2 separate regions of the Macaca mulatta genome follow, and region 2 is linked to region 1. Evidence: chromatin contacts called from public Hi-C data. All regions are on one chromosome and are shown on one strand. The core of a region is the stretch at or near the end of the contact, and the rest is flanking DNA. Distances in the headings are between cores, read along the strand shown. Region 1 holds the start of LOC106993200. Region 2 holds the start of RPS6KA4 (ribosomal protein S6 kinase A4).

The links. A called contact is a pair of places that touch in the nucleus more often than the background predicts.
Region 2: a Hi-C map of fetal cortical plate shows a contact between it and region 1, with 1.6 times the contacts expected there. The contact joins the promoter of RPS6KA4 here to the promoter of LOC106993200 in region 1. A contact is called at or near these places in 2 of 14 Hi-C or Micro-C datasets (fetal cortex germinal zone and fetal cortical plate).

The regions. Positions count from the first base shown.
Region 1 is chr14:9,755,861-9,758,560 of T2T-MMU8v2.0, forward strand. LOC106993200 reads right to left here and starts at 1,329. Exons shown (of 5, transcript XM_077964770.1): 1 at 1,150-1,329. The coding sequence starts at 1,329. The region is part of intron 15 of NRXN2 (neurexin 2); the gene reads left to right.
Region 2 is chr14:10,037,034-10,039,733 of T2T-MMU8v2.0, forward strand. RPS6KA4 (ribosomal protein S6 kinase A4) reads right to left here and starts at 1,403. Exons shown (of 17, transcript NM_001265624.1): 1 at 1,283-1,403; 2 at 1,124-1,195; 3 at 193-411; 4 at 1-97. The coding sequence starts at 1,337. LOC144334165 (a long non-coding RNA gene) reads left to right here and starts at 1,070. Exons shown (of 2, transcript XR_013403668.1): 1 at 1,070-2,700.

The sequences.
Region 1 (2,700 bases), core at 79-2,578:
ATTCATGGCCTGTGATCAAACGTGTGTGCGCACGCATGTATGCCCGGTGAGCATGTGTACATGCTCCCCTGAGAGTGAGTTGGTGTGCCCATGTTTGTGAGCACATGCATGCATGTATGTGTCTGAGCCTGTGTGCCTGCCCGCACACTGTGCCCATATGGGCACGTGGATGTTTCCATACCCAAGCCGGTACACATCTCAGTGTGCGTGTGCGTTCTGAGGGGTGTGTGCAGAGGTGGCCGCCGCGGCATCTCAGCAGGCTGTGCCAGAGAGCATTATTGGGGTTCATCCAGGTGGGGTGGGCGGGGAGGAAGAAAGTGGCCTCTCTTGCTAGCCTCAATCCCGTTCCATTATTCAGCAGGGTCCCTTCTCGAGGAGGGGGGTGCAGGAGGAGCGCGCGCGTCCAGGCGCGGGGGAGGGGCGGGCGCGCGCAGAGGAGAGGCGAGCGGCGAGCGGGCTAGCCAGGTGCCGCGCGGCGGAGCTGCCCAGCGCCGCCCGCAGATCGGGAGCCGCTCTGGTCCCTCTGCCCTGCCCCCTCCTCCTCCCGCGCTTCCCCTCCCCTCTCCGCTCTCCTTCCCTCCCTCCCTCTCTTTCTCCCTCTCTCCCTCCCTCCCTCTCCCTTCCAGCCCTCTCAGCCTCTGCAGCAACACTCCGCTGCCTCCATCTCTCCGCCGGAATCTCGCAGGCTCGCGCCTTTCCTCTGCTCAGCCCCGCTCCCCTCCTCTCCTCTCCCCTCCTCTCCTATCCCTTCATTCCCCCCTCACCCGGATTTGCTTCCCTTCCCCCTTCTCCCGCCCCCCTTCCCCCGGCCGCTCCCTCCTTTCCCCCGGCCTCCGTCGGGCGGCAGCGGCAGCAGCAGCTCGGCCGGCTCTAGTCGCCGTCGGTCTCCTGCTTTCGGGAGAACCAGGCCTCCGTCCCTCTTTTCTCCTCCAGCCCGCACCGCCCTCCTCCCCGGCTCGGTTTTTCCGCAGGATTTCCCTCGCTCTCCCCTCCCTGCTTGGCCCCCGCGCTCCCCTCCCTCTCCACTCGGCACCATGCCCCCTCCCCCGGGCGCTCCCCCGGGTTTCTGACGGCCCTCTGCGCCGCTCCGACCCCGCCGGGATGCAGAGAGACCCCTAGCTCCTCGCGATGGACCCAGGCATCCTGGACCTTGGTGTTGCCGCTCCGCGGACCCCCGATTTCCCGGCGGGATCCAGTTGATTTTATTGGCTCCGGACCGAGGCTTGGGCCCTGGTTTACCTCCGCTTCATCCCTACCCCGCTCCCGGAGCTCGGAGCCGGAGGGGGGCTTCGCGGGGCTGCGCAGCCCCGCGTCCCCGCCCCCGGCCATGGGGCTGTGAGGCGGTCGCCCCCGGGCCGAAATGCCCCCCGGGGGGAGCGGGCCGGGGGGGTGCCCGCGCCGCCCCCCCGCCCTGGCTGGGCCCCTGCCGCCGCCGCCGCCACCGCCGCCGCCGCCGCCACCTCTGCTGCCGCTGTTGCCGCTGCTGCTGCTGCTGCTGCTGGGGGCGGCCGAGGGGGCCCGGGTCTCCTCCAGCCTCAGCACCACCCACCACGTCCACCACTTCCACAGCAAGCACGGCACCGTGCCCATCGCCATCAACCGCATGCCCTTCCTCACCCGCGGCGGCCACGGTAAGTGGCACTGTCGATGCCGGCCACCCGGTTGGCCCCGGGGGCAGGGGGGCTTCCCGTGTGCGCAGCCAGGCCCCCGTGGGCCCCACCCCAGCTGTGCACGCCGAGTCCGGCCCCTCTGCTTTGCGTCCCGGAGCCCCTTCACCTCCAATCTCCAGCACCCATCATCTCAGCCCCACCCTTGCCTCCATCTCTCCTCTCCCCCATCACCCTCATCTCTGTCTTCAGCACTTTGCTTCCTCGCCTCACCTAAACCTGCTTACCCCTAGGTCTGGTTCATTATCTCCTTCTACTTCCTTACCCTCCCCGCCCTGTCTGTCCTTTCATCCTCTCCCTGCAGCTCTGCCTTCCATTTCTCTTCCGCATCACCTCCTCCATCTCAGCCCCTTATCATCTCTCCATCTGTCTTGCCTCCACCTCTGCCTCACCCTCACCCTTCCATCGCTGGTCTGTCATCTCTCCCCCTTCACCTCCCTCCCACCTCTGTCACATCTGTCATCTCTGCGTCTGACATATCTCTTCCTGCTTGACCTCTTCGTGTATGTCTCTGTTTTACCTCCATCCTTCCAACAACCTTCCCTTCTTTTCTGACGACTGGCCTTCCATTACCTCCCAACTCACTCCACTGTCCCACCATTCTCCCATCCTCCTTCCCCTTATCTCTAGTGTCTCCCCTCCATGTCCCCTCATCTCTGCTCTGTCTCTACCTCTGACCCCCAGCATCTCACTTCTGTAGGCCCAGCACTTCCCGTTTCCAGGCTTCCCCTCCTGTGTCAGTTCTCTATCGCTGTCCACTTACAATCACCTCCTATCTCTGCCCCTCATAACCATCCATTGAAAAACTTCACCTTCCTTCTCAGACCCCATCACCTTCTCATTTCCATCCTTCCTCAGCCCCATCTCAGGCCCCCCATTACTTCATATCTTAGACCCCTAAGATTCTCTCCATGCCATCTCTTCTCACCTCTGTACGTGTCACCTTCCATCTCTGTCCTCCATACTCTGTGCCCCCATCACTCCCAAGCTCTGTCCTCCCCATTACCTTCTACGTCCGGCCCTCTTTACATTT
Region 2 (2,700 bases), core at 153-2,652, 280 kb after region 1:
GCCAGCACGATCTCACCCCCATACACGCGCACCTCAGCCTCCTTGAAGTACTGGCGCTGGTAGAGGTGGGTGAACATCTCTCCGCCGCTCACATAGTCTGGGAGGTGCAGTGGAAGTTAGGAAGCAGCCCCGTCAGGTGGCCTCGCCTGCCCTCAGCCACACCACCCCCGTTGGGATGTGGCGTGCGCTCACCCAGGATGAGGTGCAGCTTGGCATCCGTCTGGAAAGCGTAGTGCAGCGTGACCAGGAAGGGCGCCTGGCGCACCAGCTCCAGCACGGAGCGCTCGGTGCGCGTGTGCTCCTGCGTCTTGGCGCGCTGCACCAGCGCCGCCTTGCGCAGCACCTTCATGGCGTACAGCTTCCCCGCGTCATGCCCGCCCGCCTTCCGCACCAGGAACACCTTGCCGTAGGCTGTGGGAGCAGCGAGTGGGTGGAGGGTAGGCTGTGAGCGGGAGATTGGTGCAGGCTTGGGGGGTGGGGGCGATGCCAACCCAGGAGGGTGTGCAAATTAGGCGAAGGAGCCGGGGCAAGAGGCAGGTGTGCAAAAAGCTGGCAGAGCCTTCTAAGGAAAGGGTGTGCACACCCCGGGAGGGTGCCCAGCAAAACCAGGGAAAGGATGTGCAAACCAGGCTGGAGAGCATGCAACTCCAGGGGGCCTGCTTCGAGGCGTGGGGGCGGGGCATGTGCAAATCTGCGAGAGATCAGATGGATGTGAAAAGATGCCAGTGCAAGGAAGGGAGGCAGAGGTGTGCACCTGGCTGGGGAAGAGATGCGCAAACCAGCGCTGGGGCGTTTGCAAAATGTGGGAGGGGATCCCATATTGAAAGAAAGGGAGGAGGTATGCAAATAACTTGAGAGGGGTGCAAGTCCCCCTCCCCAAGGTGTTGGCAAATCCAGGGGGGTATGCACGCACAGGACCGTGGAGGGAGGAGTGATGTCAACGTGGAGTGCCCTGGAAGTGGGCATGCAAACCCTGGCAAGGCAGGGCGGGGCAGGCAAGGCAGGCTGTGCCGGGAAAGGGTGGGGGGCCTGCTCAGTGGCCTGGCCCAGGCCCAGGAGTGAGCAGGCAGGAGGTCAGGGGCACCGCGCCTGGGACGCCTGCCCGGTGGATGGGGGTCCTCACCTCCCGTGCCCAGCACCTTGAGCAGCTCGAAGTTCTCCACGCTCACCTTCTCCTCGTGCCCGGTCAGGTTGGCTGTGGGCACAGGGGGTGAATGAACCCAGCCGGTCCATGACCCGGCCCGGCCCGCCCGGGGCAGCCGCAGTCAGGCCCCACACCCACCTTCAGTGATCCGCAGCTCCACGGCGCAGCTCTCATCCTCGTCTTCGTCCCCCATGGCGGGCGGGTCGCTGGGGCCCGCGCGGCTCGGGCTCCGGGCGGCGCCGGTTACATGGCGGCTCCGGCCGGGGCGGGCGCTTCCTGGTGCCGCCTCCGGGGCCGAGGCGGGCGCCGGCACCGCCTCCCGGCTCCCCGCCCTACGCGGCCTGAGTCAGGCGGCTGGAACGTGACAGCGCCGGGCTGCCGGTGGGCGGCCGGCTGGGGACGCCCTGTCTCCCGAGCCCCCCGGCCAAGCCTCAGGGCCGTGCGCTCCGGGACCTTACTCGACTCTCCAGAGAACTGGAAACACCCCGTGGGAGCCATCCCTGAGCCCGTGGGTAACCTGGAGCCTCTGGGGCATTTGCCCCCAAGACAGGGGTCTGCCTGGGAATGCCGGCTGCAGCCAGTGGCTGGAGGACACCAGGAGTCTGTGCCCCAAGATGGGGGGCGAGGTGCCTGGTGCTGGGCAGGCTGAGAAGGGGTCTGGATCCTGGAAGTCACTCAGCTCTCAGGCAGTGGGGCCTGCCCTACTCCACCTTCCTGGGGGTGGCCACCAGGGTCCCACTCCCCAGCGGATTGGCCTTTGCAAAGAGGAGCCTCATCACCAAGAGGGGGCTGGAGCCAAGCCTGGGACCCCATGGCAAGGAGGAGTGGCCAGTTTTCTGACCAGCTCTCTGTAGAGGGGGCCTGCAGAATCACATCAGCCCCCAGCCACCATGCAGAGCCCACCAGGTGCCATGCGCACCTCATGTGTGCTGCCCCTGTTGTCTCCTAACCTGATGCAGTACCCAGCTTAGAGCCCTGAGTAGGCCTCAAGCAGAGATGTCAGTGCCACACGGGGTTGCCCCCTCTCCCCATGAGGCCCAGGGCCCCTGCTGACTGGTCCTCCTGAGCCTCTGCTCCCTCTTCTTCTTCTTGCCTTCCCCTTCCTGACCACCAATGGGGCCACCTAGCAAAGTGGGACAGCCATGAGGCCCCAGGCCCTGAGACCAGTGGGGAGGGGCTCGCTGCTCCTCTGCCAGCTGGAGAGGCCAGGATGTCCACCCCACGCCGTGTCCTGTGAAGCCCTGGCTGAGAGGAGGAGGGACTCAGGCTGCTGCAGGTCACACCTGGGAGGCTGGTCAGGCTGCCCCTCCCAGCTCTGCATCCCCCAAGTTCAGGCTGACTCATCTCAGCCCTGGGCAGCCCCACCCTCCCCTGAGCGGCCCCAGGTACCCTGACTCACATCCTGCACCTCAACCTAATTGCCCCCCTTCTCAGGCATCATGCTAGAGGCCCTGGTCAGAGAGCCAGCATCCCTCCCACACCTTCTGGCAGCCCCTGGCATTAAGTGATGCCCCACCAGGCTGTGAACTGCCCCCCACCCCTTAGCCCAGATCTTA